5 separate regions of the Mus musculus genome follow, and regions 1, 2, 3 and 4 are each linked to region 5. The links are chromatin contacts, called in public HiChIP or PLAC-seq and promoter capture Hi-C maps. All regions are on one chromosome and are shown on one strand. The core of a region is the stretch at or near the end of the contact, and the rest is flanking DNA. Distances in the headings are between cores, read along the strand shown.

The links. Promoter capture Hi-C pulls out the DNA fragments that hold promoters and counts their contacts. HiChIP or PLAC-seq counts read pairs in DNA pulled down with a chosen protein or histone mark.
Region 1: a FOXA1 HiChIP or PLAC-seq map of pancreatic cancer cells shows a contact between it and region 5. The contact joins the promoter of Foxj1 here to the promoter of Mrps7 in region 5. A contact is called at or near these places in 1 of 39 promoter capture datasets (pre-B cells) and 1 of 115 datasets of contacts at active chromatin or transcription factors (pancreatic cancer cells).
Region 2: a contact with region 5 is called in a promoter capture Hi-C map of pre-B cells, with 4 times the contacts expected there. The contact joins the promoter of Acox1 here to the promoter of Mrps7 in region 5. A contact is called at or near these places in 2 of 39 promoter capture datasets (liver and pre-B cells), 1 of 484 Hi-C or Micro-C datasets (erythroblasts) and 2 of 115 datasets of contacts at active chromatin or transcription factors (bone marrow-derived macrophages and pancreatic cancer cells).
Region 3: an HNF4G HiChIP or PLAC-seq map of pancreatic cancer cells shows a contact between it and region 5. The contact joins the promoter of Srp68 here to the promoter of Mrps7 in region 5. A contact is called at or near these places in 3 of 39 promoter capture datasets (liver and pre-B cells) and 2 of 115 datasets of contacts at active chromatin or transcription factors (microglia and pancreatic cancer cells).
Region 4: an HNF4G HiChIP or PLAC-seq map of pancreatic cancer cells shows a contact between it and region 5. The contact joins the promoter of Trim65 here to the promoter of Mrps7 in region 5. A contact is called at or near these places in 4 of 39 promoter capture datasets (hippocampal neurons, liver and pre-B cells), 2 of 484 Hi-C or Micro-C datasets (CD8 T cells and muscle stem cells) and 2 of 115 datasets of contacts at active chromatin or transcription factors (microglia and pancreatic cancer cells).

What each region holds. Positions count from the first base shown.
Region 1 is chr11:116,333,924-116,336,623 of GRCm38.p6, forward strand. Foxj1 (forkhead box J1) reads right to left here and starts at 1,431. Exons shown (of 3, transcript NM_008240.3): 1 at 1,295-1,431; 2 at 119-785. The coding sequence starts at 616. Rnf157 (ring finger protein 157) reads right to left here. Exons shown (of 19, transcript NM_027258.1): 19 at 2,422-2,700.
Region 2 is chr11:116,197,659-116,200,358 of GRCm38.p6, forward strand. Acox1 (acyl-Coenzyme A oxidase 1, palmitoyl) reads right to left here and starts at 1,387. Exons shown (of 14, transcript NM_015729.3): 1 at 938-1,387; 2 at 564-723. The coding sequence starts at 1,046. It overlaps Ten1 (TEN1 telomerase capping complex subunit), which reads left to right and starts at 1,197. Exons shown (of 4, transcript NM_027107.1): 1 at 1,197-1,325.
Region 3 is chr11:116,272,804-116,275,503 of GRCm38.p6, forward strand. Srp68 (signal recognition particle 68) reads right to left here and starts at 1,414. Exons shown (of 16, transcript NM_146032.3): 1 at 1,123-1,414. The coding sequence starts at 1,303.
Region 4 is chr11:116,129,707-116,132,430 of GRCm38.p6, forward strand. Trim65 (tripartite motif-containing 65) reads right to left here and starts at 1,422. Exons shown (of 6, transcript NM_178802.4): 1 at 880-1,422. The coding sequence starts at 1,299. Mrpl38 (mitochondrial ribosomal protein L38) reads right to left here. Exons shown (of 9, transcript NM_024177.3): 8 at 2,714-2,724; 9 at 2,111-2,424. The coding sequence ends at 2,288.
Region 5 is chr11:115,602,727-115,605,426 of GRCm38.p6, forward strand. It overlaps Mrps7 (mitchondrial ribosomal protein S7), which reads left to right and starts at 1,414. Exons shown (of 5, transcript NM_025305.3): 1 at 1,414-1,517; 2 at 1,995-2,186; 3 at 2,297-2,360. The coding sequence starts at 1,435. It overlaps Gga3 (golgi associated, gamma adaptin ear containing, ARF binding protein 3), which reads right to left and starts at 1,190. Exons shown (of 17, transcript NM_173048.3): 1 at 1,102-1,190. The coding sequence starts at 1,141.

The DNA of each region.
Region 1 (2,700 bases), core at 181-2,680, 730 kb after region 5:
CTGACCTCACAGCCAGGTGTCTCCTTGGCCTTGCAGATCTGGTATGCGAGCCTGGCTAAGTGCCAGAAGGAGGTCGTGAGGAGGGAGTGGCCACCACCCGCACCTCTCCTCCCCCTACCTGCCAGGTGGGGTCTGCATGGCGGAAGTAGCAGAAGTTGTCCGTGATCCACTTGTAGATGGCCGACAGAGTGATCTTGGTGGCCTTGCTGGCTTGCATGGCCATGCAGATGAGAGTGGCATAGGAGTAGGGTGGCTTCACGTGTGGGTTGGTGGCATAGTCCACGTCGTCAGGGGGCGGGGCCTGCAGCCCCGGGGGCGCGCTTCGAGATGTGCACGACGATGTGGGCTTGCCGGGTGTGTGCGGCTGCCCAAGGCAGGCAGGGTCTGCCGCCAGCGGTGACCCGGGCGCCACCAAGCCCGGCACTTGGTGGTAGCCGTGGGGGTCTGTGCCTCCTGGGGGAAGAGTGGGAGCCTTGGCGTTGAGAATGGAGAATTCCTGCAGCCATTGCAGGCTGGTCAGGCTGTCATCCAGGGCGTCCGGCTCCTCCATGCCGCCCTCCGGCCCGGCTTCCTCTCCGGGACCCGCTCCGCAGAGGCGCAGCCAGCTCTCCGCCATGTCTGCGGGGACTCTCCGAAGGGGCGGTCAACATCCACAGGCTGAGCCGGAGTGGCCCGCCGCGCTCTCTGGCCCGCTGGTAACCCAGACTCCAGTTACACAGTCTCCAGAACACTCACTTCCATTCTGCGACCCAGGGGGTCGCCTCCTCCGAACACGAATGTGAGGCCTGCGGGAGCACCACGGAACTGAACACTCTTCCCCTACCCCGAGAGGAAAGAGGCGCCTTAGGGGGGGAGCCCCTCACATTCATCCCCGCAGCCTGTGGCGAGGTCAGGGAAACACAGGACCCTGGTCTGATCCTGCGTCTCCACCTCTCTCCATCTGCCCTTGAAGGGTTTGTTGGCCACAATGAGGGAAGAGGGTAGGAAGGCCCAAACTAACTCTTTTCCCCAAAGAGTGGGAAACTAAGATCACATCCCAATAGTCCAGGGGGGTCAGTACGACGCGGCTGGGGCAAAGTAGGTCATCTGATCCTTGAAAAGAGGTGTTAGGATGAAGGGTCTCGGGAAAGGAAGGTCACAGGACCGAGTTATGGAGGAGCAGGAAGCGATCTCCCGAACTCCTCAGATTTCATTTTCGTGGCCCCACTACTTCTGTGGGCGACCGATGGACTGGATAGCCAGCAGGTCCCGACGCCCTCCCATCCCGTGGTCCACAGCCCTCCCAGTCCCTTACCTGGCTCAGAGCGCAGCCAGCCAGAGGAAGGTTCTGGAAGAAGTTCCTCCCACCTCCCGCGGTTCTCTGTCCCCAGCTCGAGGGCTGTGCTGGCGCCCCTCTTCGCGCCCCCCCCCCTCGCCCGACGGCGCTTCTCTGAGCGCCGACGGCCCGGGGACCGGCATTAAGTAGACGCTCGGAAGGCTTCTTCTGCTGCCATGGCGACGCCCCGCCCCCATAAACAGCTTCCGCTGCTGTCATTGGCCAGTACGTCTCCAAGGAGACCGCGGGCCCTTGCAGCTCCTCTGGCGGCAACTCTCTGGAACTCTCTGGTTCTGCCGCCCTCTCCCGCGCCACCCAGCCCCCTACCCGCCACCGAGATCCGACTCTGTGCATTCCCGCCCGAGGGCCCCGCGCTGGGTCTCACGGCGGGTGCTCGGCTCCCGCTCGAGGCCCCGGGAACCCCTCCCCCAACGCGTCGGGTTTGACCGCTGAGGGGACCCAGCCCCGGATTCTGCAGACCAAGTCTCGGGGAACCGTGCCCTTGAAGTCTTTGCCCTCACCGGGCTGCCAGTGGCCTTTGTCTGGTTTCTGGGGCCTTTCCCTGGTCCCCGAGTGTCTTCTCTGGTGCCCACAGGCAAGTTTGACTCTCTGATGCCACCTGTCGCTTATAATCCGCAGAAACGGCCACACAGCTCGCAGACACACCGAGGCGGGTAGGGTAACCCAGCGTCTCCCGGTAAGCAGCTCGCCCACTCACCCTGCTCAAGTTCCCGGAAGCTGGCATTCCAGGGGCATCTGCGGAGGTGCTGCCCTTTCAGACAGTCTAGGAAGCAGAGCCAGCCGGCAAAAAACAGAAAAGCCCTGGGCCTGCAAGATTCTCAAAGAGGTCATTTGTTCTACTGATTTAGCCAGGAACTGGTTAAGTGATGGGAACTACTAAGCATAAGGGATTCTGGGCCCTAGCTTTCCCTATTGCCATCAGCTTTGGGGTTCTTTAATAATTGACGAGCTGCAGGATTGGAAGTGATCGGGTTTAAGGCAGATGCAGAAGCAGGTAGGGCAGTCAGGAATGGAGCTGGCCTTGTACCCAGGTCTGCAGAAATACTAAAAAGAGCCTGAGCCACTGACTGAAACGAATACGTTCACAAACGAATTCACGTTGTAATTAATGGCTCCCTTGCCCCTGTAAACAGTTTTATTCACTTTTAAGAATCATGCAGCAATCCATAAATATTGCATCTTGATGTCCCCACTGTAATGTGCCTATAAGTGTACTCCATGAATGTGAGGGGTACACAGATGGCACATACAGAGCACACGCACGCACACACACACATACACACACACATACACACAGGTGTTCAGGCCCTAAAACAAAGTGTGCAGCCAGCACGCCAACACCAGATGGACAGGACTAGTTCCCC
Region 2 (2,700 bases), core at 137-2,636, 590 kb after region 5:
GGCCTTCTGGCCCACCCTCTCCCACAGTTTCGCCATGTAACCCTGGCTGACGAACAGGAACTAGCTCTGCAGACCAGGCTGGTCTCAAAATCAGAGATCAGCCTGCCTCTGCCTCTGCCTCCTCCGAAGTGCTGAGATTAAAGGCATGGGTCACCGTGGCCCAGTTCAAAAGAACTTTATAAATTAAAGTTTCATCTTATTGTGTGTGGGGGTACAACAGCCACCTCTAGCAAATGGTCAGAGGACAATCTAAGGGAGGTGACTCTCTTTCTACAAATTGAAATTAGATGATTAGGCCAGGTAGCCACCTCACCATCCCTTAAAGTTTGTTAAAATTAAAAAAAAAAACAATTTTGGGCACAACCGTTCATTATTAGCATTTTTACAACTATGCTATGCTATCCTACTAAAAGATCTAGATGCAAAAGTAATATTATTTTTCACACATAAAATTGAATCATGAAGTATTCAATTTAAGCCTTTAAACGACATGCGCGGTAAGAAGACCTCCCCAGACTGCAGCTGTAGTTTGGGCATACACTAATGTGCTAAGATACACCTACTTTTTAAACCACATGATTTCTTCAGGGTCTGCGATGCCAAATTCCCTCATCTTCTTCACCATGGTGGCACTCTTCTTAACAGCCACCTCGTAACGCTGGCTTCGAGTGAGGAAGTTATAGTCCTCATGTTGGAAGTCTGGATCGTTCAGAATCAAGTTCTCTGAAAGAGGGTTAAATGACATCAAGAGAAACAGGTACTCACCCTCCCTGACTCCCATCAGATTAGAACAGAGGACGTTCCCCTCCTAATCCTGACACCGGACGCCCATCGAAGTAGGGGTCCCCGCTTCCCCTCAACTCCAGAGGCCCCAAATCCTCATTCACGGGGGTCTTTCGCCTGGTTCGGTATAAGAGGCCCGGCCCTCCAGGCTCACCGATTTCTCGACGGCGCCGGGTGTTCTCCGGACTACCATCCAAGATGTGCGTGATTAACTCTGGATTGAAGGTGGCGGCGGCCCGCTCCTTGCGCAGATCGGGATTCATGACGGAGACCAGTGCTGGGGGCAGAGGAGGTGGCGACAGAAGTGACAGGCACCAAAGCGATGACAACCTGTCTCCGCAGCTCAGGCGCCGACCAGGCCCTATGAGCGGAGCGAGACAGCCCTCGGCCCCGCCCCCTCGAGCCGTCCCCGCCCCGTCCCCGCCGCCACTCCTCACGTGACCGGCTGCAATCCCCGACGCTGGTACCGCCCGCCGGACGGACGAATCCCCTGCTGCGGGCCAGGGGAGGTCCCCGAGCGGCTCCTCGCCAAGGAAAGCAAGGTAAAAGGTCAAGGGACCGCAGTGGCACTGGAAAGGGAGTGGGGCTCTTCCCGGACCTCACGTCTCCAGGTTCACGTGATCTTTCCGGGAGGAAAAGAGCCCTGGAGACGCGCGCAACCGATTGGCCAGGGCCTTGAGGGGCGGGATTGCGCCTGCGCTGTGGGACTCACCTCCTTTCAGGCTAGGGCGGTGGGTGTGTGTGTGTGTGGGGGGGGGGTCCTCTCACCACAGTGTCCCCGGAAACCAGAAGGGAATGGGTGTCAAGGGTCTCGGGCGGGGTGAGGAGGCTAATAGAGGAAAGCTGTTGATTTTACTGGAACCCAAACAAATTGGAGCGAAAGGGTAACAGGACAAAGGTTACGTTCGGGAGACGGTTCATTGTCGTTGGCTAAAAATATTGCCGACTTGACTGACGTTAGAGACTTGGGATGCAAGGACCTGGTCCTGCGGAGCTTCCGGGTTTATGCACTGGGCCTGGATTTAAAGCGAGAGGGAACAGGTCCAGTTTCTCTACATTTTATAGCCCAAGTCTTTTCCCACCTAAACCGGCAGGGCAGGTCCTAGAAATTTTGAAATCTAGACTTTACTTTGCCATATCATTATCGTCATCGAAGATGTACCTACGCCTAAGAAGTTCTAGCGTAGGATTTATAACAAAGAGTTCCTGAGCCTCAAAGACAGCCAGTTTTCACCAGTTTGTTTTTTAATTCTTCCTTAAAAATTGCTAAGTAGTAGGCTGGAGATGTCGAGCATGCACTAAAGCCAAAATATAATCTCAAAGCACAGCATAAACTGGGCACCGTGGCACACACAGGCTTGCAACTTCAAGTGGAGGTCTGAGGATCACGAAGTCCAAGATCATTATCAGCTATATAGAATCGGACTGAAGGCAGCCTGGGCTGTGTAATGCCTTGTTTCAAAAAGCCTTTAAGTGCTAAGTAAAATGCACTCTTTCTTCATTTGATTTCATGCCACCAAAAAGAACTACGCCGGTAGTGGCGCACGCCTTTAATCCCAGCACTGGGGAGGCAGAGGCAGGTGGATTTCTGAGTTCGAGGCCAGCCTGGTCTACAAAGTGAGTTCCAGGACAGCCAGGGCTACACAGAGAAACCCTGTCTCGAAAAAAAAAAAAAAAAAAAAAAAAGAACTACATTTCTTCATTACCTCTCTAACTTGCCCTTGTAACAACATATGTAAGACCCTTTTACAGTAACGGTGCTGAGAATGGGTTAAACGAATGAAGGCTTTAGCCTGAATGCAAAGTTAATGGAGCCCCCAAAATTCAATATTTTAATGCACTTTCTTTTCTTTTTTCTTTTCTTTTCTTTTTTGTTTGTTTGTTTGTTTGTTTGTTTTGTTTGTTTTTCGAGACAGG
Region 3 (2,700 bases), core at 164-2,663, 670 kb after region 5:
CTAAACATCTGTAAGTCTAATTCCTGGAGATCCATATGTTCTTCAGGCCTTTGTGGGCACCAGGCACACATGTGATACACAAACATGCAGGCAAACACACACATAAAATAAGATAAAGCAACATTTAAAAGTATTTAAAATAACACGTTAAAAAAAAAAAGCCACATGCTATTAGAACCACACAAATGATATATAAGCTAATACAAACCAGAAAATGTTTCCTGAGGGTTGGGAAGACTGCTCAGCTGGTAAAGGACTTGCTGTTAGCAAGCATGAGGTCATGTTGGGATCTCCCCAGAACCCACGTAAAAAGGCCATACTGTTGTTTGCACACGTAATCCCACAGCTGGGATGGCAAGAGACAGAAAGATCCCTGGAGCCCACTGGCCATACAGTCTATTCCAAGTAGTGAGCTGCACTTTTGGAGGGAGACCCAGTCTCAAAGGTAGAGAATTAGGAAGACGTTGACCTGTGACCTGCAGACACAGCACCAGCGCTTACACCTACACCCATACCCATGCGGACTTGGACACTCAAAAAAAAAAAAAAAAAAGTAACTCCTACAGTTCTTCGAGAAGAGTCCAACAAGATAAAATGCCTTACAGACCTACTTTTGAAAAAACAAAAAACTATACACATGATATTAACAAACTAAAGTAACTACTATTCAAAACAGGTAAGCAGCAGCTTTCCTGGAGAGCACTCTCCCTCCATTTTCAAAGCATCTCGCTGTTTTATGACCCAGGGTTCGACAGCTGTCCGACAACAGCTCCACGCTGAAATGTCAAGGCTGCAGTTTCCCCTCCACAGTCCGGTGGCTCAAGGTACCGACCAGGAGCTCTGTGGGGTGGGCAGGGTGTCAACCCCGGCTCAGCCCTCCAACTGGACATCTGAGGGGCACAGAGGGAACCCTGCCTACCATCTCTATACCCCTTGCAAAAACAAGCTCCGGAAAGCCAGGACGAGAGGCAAACCATGCACACGGGAATGCCGAAAGTGAAGGGCAGGAGGCAGCGGCGCACCTCGGCTCCGCAGCCCGGTGCTGGCCCCCGCCGCCTCGCCCGCCCCCAGCCCTCCGAGCGACACGTAGTCATTGCGAGTTAGGCCACCGCTCGAGGATACTCTCCAAACTCAGGCTGTCCCCGAACTCTTTGTTTGCCTTCGATCCGGCTGAAGGGCGTTCGTTTTCTTTATTCTCGTCTCCTCCGGCACTGCGTCCGCCACCGCTCCCTCCGCCGCCGCCGCCGCTGCCGCTTCCACCACCACCACTACCACCACCCGGGATCTGCTTCTCAGCAGCCATCTTGCCCCTGAGCCGCAAAGCACGATGGAACGGAGCAGGCGAGACGACCAGCGGCGAGAGAGAGCGGCACTTTCCAGGCTGGGCCGATGGTACACTGACGGACTCCGCCGCAGACCGCGGATGTCTTGGGCCTCTGTGGTGTGTTGGTGTGCGCCTGCGCCTCCTGGGTTGAATTCGTGGCTGTTGCTGGGTCTCCGCATTTCTAAGGATTAGCCTCGCTTCAAATCTACCAAGGATAGGAGGACCCGAGAAAGATGCCCACCTCATGCATCCTTGCACCCAGAGAATGGTAGTGTACGCCTTTAATCCCAATACCGAGGAGGCTGAGGCTGGAGGATTGCCTCGAGTTGAGGTCAGTCTGGGTTGCACAGTTAGACCTTATTTAAAACACACACACACACAGACACACACACACACACACACACGAAGAGGCCTCGGTCAGAAGGCAGTGTCCCCAATAGGAGCTTGAGACCCGTGGCCTCCTCTAGATCATGTGACCATCCAAGTATGACTTTTATTAATCTTTGCGGGCGAGTACACCAGGAGTCTCAGTCTTGTGCCAATCACGGCAGGTGAAAAGAAGCTGGCCGCGTAACTCAGTCTACCCTTTTGTGTTACTAAAGGAGGTTGCAAAAAAATGTATGACTCCAACCCTTCCCCCCATCGGAGTTCAGAGATCAGCTAGTGTGGAGTACTAGTTCTCCAGCAAAAATATCAAGGAAGACTGGGCCTGGGCAGATGGCTCAGTGGTTAAGAACACTGGTTGCTCTATCAAGATGATCTGGGTTTAATTTTTAGCACGAGAATGGTGGCTCAAAACCATCTAGAATTCCAGTCCCAGGGATCCAACCCTCTTCTGGCTTCGTAGTCTACAAAACACATGTACACAGACATACGTGTAGACAGAATGTTCATATACATAAAACAAAATAAAAATAAAGGTTAAGGCTTTTGAAAACAAAAAATTAGACAAACTGCTTTCAGAAGGTGGGAGGCAAAAACTAACCTCAAAAAGTGGTCCTCCGAATTACACTCACATACTGAGCTGTGAAGCATGGGCCTGCACACACACACACCTAAACAATAAGCCATGGAGATGGCCCAGCAGGAAAAAGAACTTGCTATATAAACTTTTTAAAAAAGATTTTTATTTATTTATTATTATATCTAAGTACACTGTAGCTGTCTTCACACACAGATCTCATAACAAATGGTTGTGAGCTACCCTGTGGTTGCTGGGACTTGAACTCAGGACCTTTGGAAGAGCAGTCAGTGCTCTTAACCACTGAGCCATCTCTCCAGCCCCCACCTCTTTTTTTTTCAAAGATTATACTAAAGGTGGTTTATTGGGAAGCTGCTCTCTGACTGAGTTCACAGACCCCAAGAACTGAGGCCAA
Region 4 (2,724 bases), core at 172-2,671, 530 kb after region 5:
GGCCATGGGCAAGGACATAGGCCACCATGGTACCAATTCCGTGGTCACTTTTGCCTTTAACTAAAACCTCTCAGCAGCCTGGGGCACCTGGAGAACTCTCCCTCCTGTAACTGCTTGTGCCCTGGCCGCCATCTCTACAGCTTTGTCAGGATGTAATCCCCTGCCCAACAAATTTCCACTCCTTCTAGGGATACCATAGCGACTTCTTTCACTTCACTGTCCGCATCTCTTCCCAGCTCTCAGTAGATGTCTGTGCCCCCACCCCTGTCTGTGTACCCCACACACTGCATATCCCAAACCAGCTACTCTCTACCCAACCTCAGCACACAGCAGCCCGGTCTCCCGAAGAAACCCTTGTCCTGCGTCTTACTCTCTCCACTGGGCACCGGGCTCCCACTCACTTCTCATTTCTTTTGTTTTGCAGCTGAGACCTCCTTCCTCTTACCCCTCATCTCTTACCCCCTCCACACCCCAGCTGGGGCTCAGACTCCAGAAAGCAGAAATCTGATGACATCATCACCCTGTCTCAGCTTGGAAAGGCACTGCACATCCCTAGAGGAAGAGTCACGACCACCATGCAGACTGGCCCTGCTGACTCTACATTCACGTTTTGCTGAGACTCTATCTGACCCTTGAGTAGATCCTTCAGTCTCTGAAGGGCAGAAATCACACTTACTGAATGCTGGCCACCTTAGCGAATGGGGCTGCCAGCCCTGACCTAACACTCTGGCTCTACTTTATTCAGAGGACCTGGGGAGAGCTGCGTGCAGCAGTCAGGTGCACGTGCCCTCTGGGTTCATATGGGAACCCGCAGATCCTGCTGCAGCCCCTGGCCCTGGCCACAAGCAGTTTCGGCCCTCGGAGAGGCCCTTCCCGCACCTCGCGCACGCGGCGCTCCACGTCCAGCAGCGCCCGCTCGTGGTGGCTGCAGTCGTGCACCGTGCACGCGCTGCACACGCAGAGGCCCTCCGTGCGACAGAAGAACTCGAGCGGCCTCCCGTGGCGCAGGCAGCGAGCGCTGTGGCTTGTGGCGGAGTCCCGGCGCGGAGTCACGGCGGGCGGCGCCGGCAGAACGGGCAGCGCCTGCAGCAAGGTGCTCATCTTCACGTTGCGGGACAGCTTGGCGCCCTCGGGGAAGGGCTGGCGACATTCCGGACACGACTTTTCGCAGGAACGCCATGAATCCTGGATGCAGTTCCCGCAGAAGCTGTGCCCGCAGGGCAGCGTCACCGGGTCCCGGTAGCGACCTAAGCAGATGGAGCAAGTCACCACGTCCTCCTCCAGCAACTGAGCGGCCATGGCGGAAGCGAGGCCCAGTGCTCAGATCTCTTAAAGGGGCCGAGGCTACCAGTGCGAGCACTACGTTGGGGAAGACAGTCCAGGAAGTCGCGGCAGTGCGCAGCCTGGTGCACTAGAACGTTCCTTGGCAGGGATCCAAGTCACCCTTGCTTGCCCGCCTTCTGACGCACTGGGAGCTGGGGCGCGGCTCCCTCCGGTCCACCCTGACTATTTGTGTTCCTTCCCTAGACTCTTTTTTGGGGGGGAGGAGTGGGTGGGAGGGTTTCGAGACAGGGTTTCTCTGTGTAGCCCTGGCTGTCCTGGAACTCACTTTGTAGACCAGGCTGGCCTCGAACTCAGAAATCCGTCTGTCTCTGCCTCCTGAGTGCTGGGATTAAAGGCCCAGGGCATGGTGTCTGTTCACAGCAGTAAAACCCTAAGACAGGCTACTGTCATCTCCTCTACAGCTGAGCAGAGCAGATGGGAGTTCCAGGGTCCCCAAAGGCAGTATGAATCAGAGATCACTCCTAATGGAGTAGGCAGAACTGATTTGTTTCTAGGCCTCTAGCCTCACAGTGGGGGCTCCAGGCCTTGGTGGGGGCTGAAATATGCTAAGGTAACAAGCAATCTGTTGCTAGGTCTGACAGGGGCAGGACTTTCTCCTCGAGGAGGTTCTGATCCCGGGGCTGTCTTTCACAAAGATCACAGGCTGGGCAAAGGTTCACTTTTCATGTGTACCCCCAGCTACCGGGCTGCTGGGCACCTTCTGCTCACCCACAGAGCACTAAAGCTTCACTAAAAGGGTCTGGGTGCCCGAAAGTGAAGACATATTGGCATCAGGAAAAAAGTATTTTATTCACATAGAATCGAGGCACATCCACAAGCCCCTGGGTGTCCTGGGAGAGGCCAGCATGGGACTGTCTCAGTTGGCTTCAGATGGCTCTCTCCGGAGGTGTGACCTTCCAGCTGCTGCGACAGTTCCCCCTCGGAGATGAATGTACTGAGTCTCTCAGTAGATTCCATAGGTGGGCTCATGACTGTCCCTGTATCGGTCCAGATAGCGTAGGGGCTGCTCGTGGGGGAAGCGCTTCTGTTTGGGGTGGTAAGGGGGTGGCCGTACAAATTCAAACACAGGTTCCCGCATGTCTGCAAGAAAAGTAAGGGGAGAGTGGTGGACTTCTGCTGACCTGGGCCTCCTTCCTTGCCTGTGAGGCTGGAGTTCTGCCAGGGACTTTTTTGGGTTTTTCGAGACAGGGTTTCTCTGTGTATCCCTGGCTGTCCTGGAACTCAGAAATCCGCCTGCCTCTGCCTCCCGAGTGCTGGGATTAAAGGCATGCGCCACCACCGCCCGGCTCACCCTGGCTTTCAAAGGCCATCTCCTGGCATGGCAGGAAAGGTCTTTATCCCCAGGCCTGCCTGACCACTAAGCCCTTACCTAGAAGCTGG
Region 5 (2,700 bases), core at 164-2,663:
GAGGCCAGCCTGGTCTATACACAGCTGACTGGACACTGGGATCCTTGGGTAAATGATTTTAGCCAATGCCTGTAATCCAGCACTGTACACTCCCCAGAGAACTGTCACATATAGGGAGATGGCTCTATGCCCTGCCCGCAAACATCAGACACTGCAACTGTGATCTTACTTTTCTTTTGGGATGTAGCTTCCCTTAAAGCTAATTTCAATCTCCTGAACAGTAGTTCTTAAGGAAGGCCATGCCTCTAGGAACAACACTCAAGACATCAAAGAGACAACTGTATTCCGTAAAGGATTTCCAGCTCAGGGCTCTACAAAGACGTCTTACCTGATTCGTCTCCATTTCAGAGGCTCTCCCGGGGCTAGCCCTTAGTAAAGTTAATTTATTGACCCTTGATAAGGCGTGATTAACCAGCCTTATTAACCCTTACTAAATAACCTGGATGAACTGTCCGCTAACGTTAAACCTTATTCCTTTGGAGCAATGTACAAATTAGTAAAGATAGCAACACGTCGATATAGCAGCAGTCATTGTTTTTTGAGTTACTCAAGAGCGGGTTATCTCGTTAAAATGAGTGCGTGCATATATGTGTGTGTGTGTGCGCGCATGTGTGTTCCTTCAGTACATATTTAGCACGCTTCGTGGTATATTGTTCCCTGTAGTCGCGCTTTGGAAATGAATTCTCACTTCCAGCATCCTCACTGAGGATGGTCCCACTCTGGAAGCTGCCAGCTGTGTTGTGTGTGCGGCGTGGCACCGCTCAACCCTCCCCGAGGGACCTGTCCAATGCCCGGTCCCAGAGCACAGGCTGGGTGCAGCCCCACCTCAACCTCCCCACGACGCCCGCCTGTCAGCCCAAGGCGCCCGGGTGTCGCTTTCCGGGCCTGCAGGATCTCGCGCTGCAGGTGTCACCCGCGGGAGCCTGAGGACGCGCGGCGGGGAAGGGCCGCTGCTCGCAAGGGGTGTGAGCGCCGGATGCTCGCCGCGAGGCGACGCCGGGTGTGGACTGCCGCGGGCCGCCGCGGCGGAGGGGATGGCGCAGGGAGGGAGGAGGCAGGCCCGTGGTTGGAGGTCAGGTAGAGGCGGCCCCGGATACTCACTCAGCCAGGACTCCAGGCTCTCCCCTTCCGCCTCCGCCATATTGCAGCCGCCCGGTCCGGCCCTGCGCCCTCAAGCCTCGCGAGGTTCTGCGCGAGCAGGGCGGGGGCGGGGCCCGCATGGGGGCCTGAGCGCGCCGAGGGCTGCGGTCCACGGGCGCGCCGGACCGCGTCGGAGGCCGCGAGGGCGAGGATGTGTCTTCGCTTCTTCCTCAGAGGGAACCTCTGAAGGGAAACCCACGCCCGAGGAAAGTGCGCAGGCTCTCATCCGTGTCCTGTCGCTCACTCACGCAGGCGCGCTGTGGGCAGCCCTCCGAGGTCCTGACAGCGGCCAAGATGGCTGCCCCCGCGCTGCGCGCTCCGCTTCGCTGGTCCGGGCTGGCCCTGGGAGTGAGGTGCGCCGTCTGGAACCTTCCAGGGTGAGAAGGCAGCGCGTAGCCGGGACCGCCGCTCGGACCTTCACGGGAGGACCTGGGGAAAGGAAAGAAGCCGCAGGCGAGCTGCGCTGAGTTCTGGCGCGGGAGGGCACTAACTCGGGGCGCCGAGATGGCTGACTCCAGCCATTAAACGGGCCGGTTTGGGGGCTTAGTACCCTGTCCTATGCCTGACAGGCCGGGATGACCTAGATCGGTTCTACCCGGAGCCGAGAGTGCGGCCCTGCTAGAGATCGGAGAACTGGCTTGCGACGGAACAGTGGCCAGTTTCGGGGTGGGGGCTGCCTACCTCTTGGGACAAGGGTCAGAACTGCTGTCAGGTTAGCAGGCGGTCCCAGCGCCACCGTCCCTCGTCAGCGTGATGGCACTTGCGGCTTACTGTTAAGTCAAGCTTGTTCACTTTTGTGGAGTCACAGATTCACCCGTAGGGTTCTGTCTGCTTCCTCCTCGCCCCACTCCCAGGCTCACACAGGTGAGGGGGAGCCGCTATGCCCCCGAATTCCGGGAGCCCTTGATTGACAAGGAATATTACCGCAAGCCGGTGGCGGAACTCACCGAAGAGGAGAAGTATGACCAGGAGCTCAAGAAAACCCAGTTTATCAAAGCTGCGGCCGCGACTGAAACCAGCTCGGTGTTCGCAGACCCGGTCATCAGGTTTGGCGCAAATGCTCCTCTGCTGTGGGCTGGAACTCACCTGGGGCAGTTTTCTGCTGAGGGATCCGGAGTACAGCCCGGGAAAGCTAACCATGTTTTTCTCCTTGAAGCAAATTCACCAACATGATGATGAAGGGAGGCAACAAAGTTCTGGCCCGGTCTCTCATGGCTCAGGTAAGGCCGCTTCTTCCTCTTCAGCTTGTCTTTCTTTTCCCTCAGGCTTGGTGTCTGCGTTTTACACCATGGCTTCAAAACTAGAAAACAGGTTTCTATTCCTGCCATTAAAATTTCCAAGATCTGAGATTGGTGGTGCCCACCTCAAATCCCATCGCTGGAGAAGGCATTTGAATCCAGCACTCGAGAAGCAGAGATAAGTCAGGCCTGCTTGAGCTACAGAGTGAGTTCTGGAACAGAGCTACTTAGTGAGATCCTGTCTTAAAAACAATCAAAACAGAGCCAGAGGTAGGCAGATCTCTGAGTTCCAGACAGCCAGAGCTGTATATTAAGATCCAGT